Regions from separate parts of the Mus musculus genome. Here all the other regions are linked to region 1. The links are chromatin contacts, called in public Hi-C and HiCAR-type maps. All regions are on one chromosome and are shown on one strand. Each heading gives the region's core, a stretch centred on a gene start, on an enhancer-like site or on the middle of the called end of the contact. The rest is flanking DNA. Distances are from core to core; before and after follow the strand shown.

Region 1 (2,879 bases), core at 249-2,748:
CAATGGAGGCACCAAAACACATCCGACCAAACAAAAGGCTCCTCAAATGTCCTCAAATATCGTTTCTTTCCTAATATTTTCCAGTAGGGGGAACTAAAGACTCGCCAAGCAGAGGCTTGCTTGGCTCAGGGACCTGCGTGAGTTCCTGTCAGGCGCTTTTATAATCACCTGAACAAGCATCAAACAGCTACCAAGCAAAGCTTTTGATCACACGTGGGTCCGGCCACAACGGCCATGTCAGGGCACCTTAGACAGTGGCAGGAATCGGATTGAAAGTGGCCTTCTCTAACTGTGCCCAGCCCTAATAGCATCTATTCGGTAGTTTTTGCTTGGACTGTATTCCCTTTTATCGTGCTTGGGCAGAAATTCCGCTCCAGCTCATGTTAGCCTAGTTGGGTTATCAGCGTTCCTAAATCAGAGGCTGCTTTTCCTAATTCTCTTTTAGAGGTCCTAAAAAGAGCGAAGGCTCTAGAAAACCACTTCCTCAAGTCTTTTGATCCTCGACCTCCTCCATTCCCAGAGTCTTCTGCAGGACTCATTTATCACAAGGTCCCGAATTATAGTCCGTGAGTGTTGAGAGGTCAGGAGGCAACTGAGCAACATTAGCCCGATGCCAGTCCTCCCCCTATTTTCTCTTGGGGATTCCGTAGTTAGCCATAGATCTTGGCTAAAACAAGCTGGCCGAGATTAGAGATACCCCTCCCCTACATCCACATAGTTGGTTTTGTGTGTGGTGCGGTGGGGGGTGGGCAAGTTCACTTACAACCACAGAGGGTGTATGTACACAAAACCTTTCTACTCCAATAGATACTTCTTTCACTCCCCTGCTCTCCCTGTTGGCCAGCTTCTTTCTGGTAAAAGGTGAACTCTGTGTGTGTGTGTGTGTGTGTGTGTATGTGTGTGTGTGTGTGTGTGTGTGTGTGTGTGTGTGTGTGTGTGTGGTGATTTTAACAGGTAATGAGGCTGTGCCCGGGGTCCTGGAAGATCATTTTTTTTTTCTAGAAAAGCTCTTGTGCAGCTCCAGCAGACGGAGCGATGAATAATTAGGAAGGGCTTCCATGAAATCACTCACCGAGAAAATTACCTGCCCATTAAACGGGCCGCGTGAAGAGCAGGAGGCTGGAAGCCCACCTCACCCCTCCAGAGGAGGGAGGGAGGGGGACGCCCAGGAGGCTCCCAGAATGGGAAAGAGTTGATGGCAGTCCTAGCGAGCCCGCAGCGGTTCCACATTGGTTTATTTCTGTCCCCCCAAGACTTATTCGCTTGCCTGGTTACCCTTGCTCCGCGGACCCCGGGGAGGGCTGTCTCCCCCTGCACGGGACAGTGATCGGGTGGAGGTGGAGATCCGCGTACACCCCTCCATCCTTCAACCCCTCCCGGGGATATACTGGGAGCAGCTCTTTCCTCCCCTCCTCTCCTGCTTCCTCGCCTTCCCTCCTCCAAGTCCTTCCAGCCCCCAGCAGCTGCTGGAGGAGGCGGTCGCAGCGCAGCCTCCGCCTCTGAAGCGGTGACTGTCCCGAAAGAGGCTGGAGGCAGCACTACTCCCGGAGGCTGGACCACGCGTGAGCATCCTCAGGGCTCCCAGGTCCGGAGCTCCTAGATCTGGCGGTGCTCGCCAGCAGCAGCTGGACGCTAGATCTCTCCGGGGCGGCCCCTCCCGGGTGGCCGCGGCCTCAGCTCAGCCCCTCCCTCTTCCCTTGCTTCTTCTCCTCGCCCTCCTCCTCGCTCCCTCACCACGTAGGAGTTCCCATTCTCCACCCAAGCCGTCCTGCCTTCCCCTTTTCCTTCCTTTTGGAAACCAGAGACTCCGAGGGAGGCGACCAGGCTGCGGAGGAGAGGGCCGGCTCACAAAGTGCTGCTTTGACACATCCTTAGGATGGAAGTTAAGTGAAAACAGAACCACACAAAACAAAACTCCGCGAAGTGGTGCTGCTACGGAGGAAACCAAGGGGAGAAAAACCCGGTGGGCAGGTCAATGGTTGCTTCGCAGCGCTTTGGCAAGTTTGTGGAACACTTTCTAGGAATTAGGTCTTTTTTGTACCCCCATCATCTTCTTGACTTCCGAAGAAAGAAGTTGTGTTTGGATTGCAATGGAGTCTAAGGAGACAGGGCTAGACGCACGTGAATAGTCCCGCCAGCTGGGCTGAATTTGTGGGAATTTAGAAAGACAGCCTGTGGAAGTGCAACGTCTCTGAAGTCCCCTGGGTTCATTCGGATGGCACCTAACGCGTCCCGTGACAGACCTCTTCACCAACAGCTTCCGATGTTGCCATTTTGCTCTTCTTGACCTTAATTAATCTCTAGGAAAGTCTAAACTTCGGACCTACCTCTTTTTTTGATACTTATTTTTGTACTTCTGCTCTCTGGGATTGGTTTCTTAAACAACCTGGATCCTTTTTCATATGTCAAAATGAATCCTCTGATGTTTACACTATTATTGCTCTTTGGATTTCTCTGCATTCAGATTGATGGTGAGTTAAAGCACCCCTTTTTCTCTGAGATTGTTGTGCCTTCTAAAGAAAATGACAGTGTAGTTGGGAGTATGTTTGGCGAGGCACAAGCTCTTCAGGGCTAGAGGTTCTATGCCTTTTGTTTCTAACCTGATGCTAGTGGAACACCTTATTGTTACTGTTATTGTGATTCATTAATTGAGGCGTTTAGCAGTAAGTGATGGGCTCCCAGCTTAGAAGAGTAACTATTAAAAAACAATGCTAAGAGAGAACCCCGAATGGTTGTGACTACTCTCTCTCTTTGGTATTTGTTCTGGTATCTAAACTTTGGCTTAGGCATTCAACTGCAGAACTATAGTAGGCGATACTTGGAGGGGCATTTAGTGAGGATTTGATAAGGGTATCTCTAGGTTCAAAGTGTATCACCTG
Region 2 (2,879 bases), core at 97-2,596, 1.7 Mb after region 1:
AGTGCTTAGACAGGCATTTGCCCAGAGTGAGCTGGGCGTGCCCTGAACTTGGCGAAAGGCCGAGGTCTACCGAGAGGTTTGGGATGGTTTCAGGAGAGTTTGGGGTGATAGGCCAGAGGGGACAACCTCAAACGCGAAACTAGAAACCTTTCCCTGTAGAAGTTCTGGAAGGGTCGAGCCCCTCTGGCCTTAGAAGGGAGAGGTCGCCAAGAGTCAATTCAGGGTTGAGGGTCCGATTCTGAAGAGTGGAGTGGGGACCAGCGAAAGAGATGAAGGGTGAAGAAGGAGGGCGCAGGTTACCTGAACAGAGACATATTAATCCAAAGAGGTAAAAGCGAGCAGGCTCCGCGATCATTGTCCTCGGGTAGGTCCTGCATACAGTCTCATGCCAAGAGAAGGGAGCAGAAGCGGAGATCTCCAAATTTATGGAAGCCACACACCATACACCCTACACACAAAGGCTTAATATAAGCAACGTGAGTCAATCCGCCAAGAGTTTGCAGGGCAGTTTCTCGTCGACCTTTCCGGAGGCTTGTCAATCCCTTTGCAAAGAAAAAGCCCAAGGTTTGTCTTCCCTAGCTCCGGGTTTCTGAAGAGGCTCAACCACTTCCAAGGCTCATCCAAGGCGAACAACAAAGAGCCTAAACCGAGGAGCAGTTGTGCGGTTTCCTGCCTCCACAGTCCTGCTGAGCCTCCCGGCGTGCGCCTCCACAGCGTGTGCCCTGGCGCCGCTGCGCGGCGATTGCAAAGTTGGGGTGTGAGAGCAAAGGAAGAGATGCACCCCAAAAAGTGCTCCTCCGTCTACCGGAGAGCCAGAGAGTAGCAGGCCACCCCCCTCTGGCGGAGATTGCAGTCAAGGTAGCGGCGGCAGCTGGGGAGAACAGTCTCTAGGTTCACGGGGTGCGCCTGGGTGACTCTGCGCACCAGGAGGGAGCGAAGGGGCGGTACGGCGACAGCGGCTGCCTGGGCGGGCCCTTGTTCCCATCACTCGCGGGATGCGGAGGGCACCGGGGACAGCAACAGGACCGCGGATGCACGAGCGCCTTCCGGGCGCCCCCAGCCCGGCACAGCACCCAGCATCGTCCCGGGTCCTGCTTCTACTGGGGCGCGTGTAACGCACCTCCGAACCAAGCTGCAGCCCAAACTTCCCGGGGTGGCTAGTCTTACTCCTTGCTCCTGGAAGCTTCGGAGAGGCTGCTCCGGGCGGCCCCGGGTTGGTGGGAAAGAGCGAGCAGGAGGAAGAGGATGCTGCCGAGGCTCGCCCGAGCTCCGCTGGGAGCTTGCAGCGTCTGAAGTTTCTGCTCTCACGCTGCCTCCTTTCGGCTCGACAGCTCGTGGGTTTCCCCCTCAGTCCCTGCTGCTCCGGGTTTCCTCCCTCTCCAGCCCGGCTCGGGAACCTTTAAAGGGGACGCTCGATCCCTGCCAGGCCCTCACTGGCGCTGCTCAGACAAGTTCTGCGTGTTAATATTTCCATCCACATGCCTGGAGCGCCCAACTGCGCCCTCAGGTGAGATTTCAACGACTCAGAAGCAGAAATCTCAACGAATAAGAACTTGTTTTGGGTCCCTTTCCATCTCAGGCTCCCCTGCACCTTTCTCCAAATGGAACCTCCCAAACCAAAGACTTCAAAATCCTCCAGGTCCCTCTTAACCTCTTCTTTACCGATTTAGGGAATTGCAGTAAACTTCCAAAGAAGTTCACTCACTACCACTATCACCACCCCCCATATTCTCTTTAAACGAGCAAACAAACAAACAAACAAACTTATTTGCTTTCTCAGCAAAGAGGCTTTAGGAAAGTGTAAATTATCTAAAATATAGTAGTGGATGGATATTCTCTTTTTATTGAATTTGCTGGCGGTCCTGTAGAAAGGAGTGAAGGCTTAGGTCTTGGAGACTTCATTATGTTTACAGGAGAGTCTAGGTAGCTTATAGATATTAGAGACTCAACAGTTAAAGAAGAGTAACAGATGGGTGGTAATACATTAATCTAAAGTTTGCAGTGATGGGCTCTTAGCATCTCAAAAACTGGGCCACCCCAAATCCGAGGGTATCAGGTACCTGTGGCCATACTAACTTTATTCTCTCTTCTGAAGAAAAAAAAAATGGGGCCTGTGGGGCTACTTCATGAGTAAGCTAATTAGGCCCGAGATGAAACATGCCTGGGATATTTGACAGACAAGTTTTCACAAATTCGTTGTTTTCTTTTTTGTTATTATTGCCTATGACACGATGAAAACCATATAATATCTGCGGAAGGCTCTACAAATTGCAGTTGTTGACACAGCTATCGCTTTTATTAATAAGTTACTCTCTTCAAAGCTATGGTCTATGACTTCAAGATGAGTACTTACTGCCTTCAACTATGGCCGGTGGCATGACGGCAGGTGAGGAGGGTTTGAATTTATTTTGTGTAGACGGTTGGACTTTTCCAGGTTTCCCTTAACTGACTGCCTGCATTGCCTACCTAAACTGCAAGTTTCAAAGAGCCATGTGCTCATTTGGGTCATGGCTTCTGTGGCCCGTGAACTCAGAGCAACTGTCTGTGAAAAGACAACCTGGTTAACAGCACCTTACCTTTGAAAAGGAAACACAATTTAATCCTGAGAAAGCTGACTGAAAACTCAGTAAACAAGCCAAAGATAAGAAGTCAAAGATTCTAACCAGAATCTTTTCAGCAGTAAAAACAAGAAACGTGCAGTAAATGTTAAGAGACATACATTGATTTGGTATCTGTGAAAAGATAGTTTGGTGAGAAACAGAGAAAATAAATTTTCCTTGGAATAAAATGAACTTTTAAGATAAGATACCCCAGGAATAGAACATAAATAAGCTTAGCATGATGAAGGAGGGGAGGAGAAAACGAAAATCTCCAATCCC
Region 3 (2,879 bases), core at 188-2,687, 1.4 Mb after region 1:
CTTATAAAAAACATTTAATTGGGGCTGGCTTACAGGTTCAGAGGTTCAGTCCATTATCATCAAGGTGGGATCATGGCAGCATCTAGACAGGCACGGGACAGGCAGAGCTGAGAGTTCTACATCTTCATCTGAAGGCTGCTAGTAGAAGACTGACTTCCAGGCAGCTAGGATGAGGGTCTTAAGCTCCCCCCACGCCCCACCCAGTGACACATCTACTCCAACAAGGCCACACCTAATAGTGCCAGTCCCTGGACCAAGCATCTACAAACCATCACACAGAGGTTAAGATATGCCCCAGTTCTGAATGTGGTTCTTGCTTGGTCTGAACACTATCTTGCCCTGACTTGAAGCCAGTTACCATCTAAAAAGTACCAATTTCCTGAGGCTCTATGCTATGTGAAGCCTGGTGTGTGGGAGAAGGGTGTAGTGTGTGGGATGCAGAGAATAGGTGGAAGACAGAGGAGCCACCAAGGCCTGGACCATCATGGATGTGAGTTAAGAACCAAGTCACTTGATAGTAGAGCTTTCTGCCCCAACAGCTGAACTGTGATGGAGTAGTCACACGAATGTTTTTAGAATCCCTGACTTGTGAACATTGTAAAATAGTTTCATCAGGTGACCAAATTTTACAAGGGTATTTTTAGATAGCAATATAATTATGAACTTTAGCATTATATTATGAATTGTGGTGGATAAAATAGACATTATAGTTCAAACAAGCTTGGAAGACACAGCCAATCACATGCTCTAAAGAGGCCCCAGGACAGAGGGCATATGGAACTCAAGAGTGTCTAAATCCATACTGAAATAGCACGGAAAGAGGATCAGACAGACATTCTTGAATCTAAAGGACACATGGGTATTAGGTCAAAAAAGGGGGACTCGGGGTTCTAGGAGGATGGTTTACAACCTGCAAAGATCTTGGCGTGAGCAAGAACAGAGATCATGCCTGAAGTGAAAGAAACTTCTTGATGACAGCAAAGGCACTGACAATGGGTTGAAGGATGAAGTTACTGAAGGACAGGTCACAGGATGTTCTGACTGCATCTCCTGGGGAATTTTGCTTCTATTTCTAGGAAGAAGGGAAGCCACCAAAGGTCTTTAAGCAGTCTGAACTTCATTAACATGCCTTGGCAGAGTCAGTAGCAGCTGATCAAGAAGCAATTACAGCAAGGGAGCATTTAGTGGAACATGACTCCAACATAGTCAAGGGAGAATTGCTGGTTAAAGAAAGTACATTAAAACTGGTGTCTTGTGTATGACTTGTGTATAACATGCCAGAGCGATATTGAGGTAGTAAAAACTTTGAGGAAAGCAAGCACTTGGATGGGTCTACTTGGATATAAAATGAGAACTGCAGAGAAATAACCACCCCCTATGAGTGCTACAACAATGGAGGGGCGTGGTGATGGGAAACAGAACACATCTGTTTGACAGACGCAGATCTGAACAGGCAGGGGGAGGAGAAGAGGCTGCACTCAAGATTTAACTCCAGATGAGACTCCAGCATTGTTCGTTCACTCCCTGAAAAGGCAGACACCACGCAAACACCAACACTAGGGGACAGGCTAAGTAAATCCGTACGGTATTTAGCACAAGTATCTGTGTTAAAGATGACCAGGGTAGAAATCCCCCTGCAGTGGATGCAGCAGCTTGTACACTAACACTAAAAGATGGAGCTTTTGAAGCAACGGGAAGATGTGCAGAGATAATGGCTTATGGGGTTCTTCTCTGTGTACCTATCTTTTATTTTTGAGATTATAAAATAATAACACCATTTTTTCTTCCCTTTCCTTCCTCAAAACACCCCCTCCCGACAGAACCTCTGACCATGATTATCTGAGTACATAGATTATTGGCACTTTTATATTTTCTACATTGCCAGAAAGTGGATCTTGATTTTTGAAAACATTCTATAATAAACATAAAACACATGTTTGTTCCAAAAAAAGCAATAAGAGGTCTTAACTTTTTTTTTACAGTCTGTTTTCTTTGACTCTGTGCATGTCTAGGAAGTCACGTCCATATCCCTTCATGGACCGAGCATAATAGCTCACAAGTCATTGAGTTGTGAGGCCCGGGAGTTCTCAGGGAGTGTTTGATTCAAATAGAGGGACAGATACAGATGCCAAAGCAAGTGGCCACAGGATCAGTGGGAGAGCTGAGGTGTGAACAGACTGCTGCTCCCTCCCTCATCTAAAGCTCTCAGAACAGGCAGAAAGAATGCAGGAGCCAGAAGAGCAGACAGTCTGTTGTGAGACTCTGTTTCCTAGGAATGCCAGAAGCTACATCCATGCTGCACCAACATGACTGCAGCTGAAGGAGGAGGACACCAACACACATTCTAGCATGAATCTGGAAAGCGGAAGAGGCCTCAAGCCTACGAGAAGAAACACAGGGTGCCAAGGCATGCTGAGAACAGGGGAGACAGTCTTCCTCGGAGGAGAGCAATGCGACCATTTATCCAGTTCCAAATGGTCAACCCTGAAAACATACATACAAGTAACATTCTATAGATTAAGCAGGGTTTATGTATGTATTCAGGAATATGTATTTTTGTAACAACAATTAATAGGAAAAGAGGGCATGAATTTGCCAGAGAGCAAGGAGAGGTATATGGGAGGATTCCAACGGAAGAAGGGGAGGAGAAATGATGTAATTATAATCTCAAACAAGTAAGGGAAAACATAATTAAAGGACAAAAAAGTTGCTTGGTATCCCCCCAGGCAGCAGAGGACAGTTTGGCAATGGAGTAGCCAGAGCTATAAGAGTAAGAAACAATGTCTTCCGTGTTGTAAACTATCAGGACCTGTGCTGTGACCCAAAGGTAAATCCAGGGAATTTCAAACAGATGAGAGTAGAACAGAGGGTGTGCTCAG

What was found. Hi-C and Micro-C count contacts between places; a contact is called where the count stands out from the background. HiCAR-type assays count read pairs that join an accessible place to other places.
Region 2: a contact with region 1 is called in a HiCAR-type map of astrocytes, with 7 times the contacts expected there. The contact joins the promoter of Robo1 here to the promoter of Robo2 in region 1. A contact is called at or near these places in 3 of 39 promoter capture datasets (cranial neural crest, frontonasal cranial neural crest and second pharyngeal arch cranial neural crest), 8 of 484 Hi-C or Micro-C datasets (cerebellar granule neurons, cerebellum, ganglionic eminence and 2 more), 9 of 115 datasets of contacts at active chromatin or transcription factors (astrocytes, differentiating embryonic stem cells, embryonic forebrain and 6 more) and 1 of 9 other capture datasets (embryonic stem cells).
Region 3: a contact with region 1 is called in a Hi-C map of uterus, with 6 times the contacts expected there. The contact joins the enhancer-like site here to the promoter of Robo2 in region 1. A contact is called at or near these places in 6 of 39 promoter capture datasets (cranial neural crest, embryonic stem cells, frontonasal cranial neural crest and 3 more), 17 of 484 Hi-C or Micro-C datasets (cochlea, cortical neurons, embryonic fibroblasts and 9 more) and 8 of 115 datasets of contacts at active chromatin or transcription factors (VIP interneurons, craniofacial prominence, embryonic forebrain and 5 more).

Annotation. Positions count from the first base shown.
Region 1 is chr16:74,410,444-74,413,322 of GRCm38.p6, reverse strand. It overlaps Robo2 (roundabout guidance receptor 2), which reads left to right and starts at 1,498. Exons shown (of 28, transcript NM_175549.5): 1 at 1,498-2,471. The coding sequence starts at 2,411.
Region 2 is chr16:72,661,616-72,664,494 of GRCm38.p6, reverse strand. Robo1 (roundabout guidance receptor 1) reads right to left here and starts at 1,346. Exons shown (of 29, transcript NM_019413.2): 1 at 301-1,346. The coding sequence starts at 355. Gm29908 (a long non-coding RNA gene) reads left to right here and starts at 1,429. Exons shown (of 3, transcript XR_384961.4): 1 at 1,429-1,507.
Region 3 is chr16:73,015,524-73,018,402 of GRCm38.p6, reverse strand. The region is part of intron 24 of Robo1 (roundabout guidance receptor 1); the gene reads right to left. Among named protein-coding and RNA genes, the nearest start is that of 4930500H12Rik, 55 kb to the left of the region's middle. Within about 2 kb of position 1,437, at least 13 of the 459 cell types and tissues checked have an H3K27ac peak or open chromatin away from gene starts, as enhancers often do. A contact at or near this core is called in craniofacial prominence, embryonic heart and uterus, where this site is marked.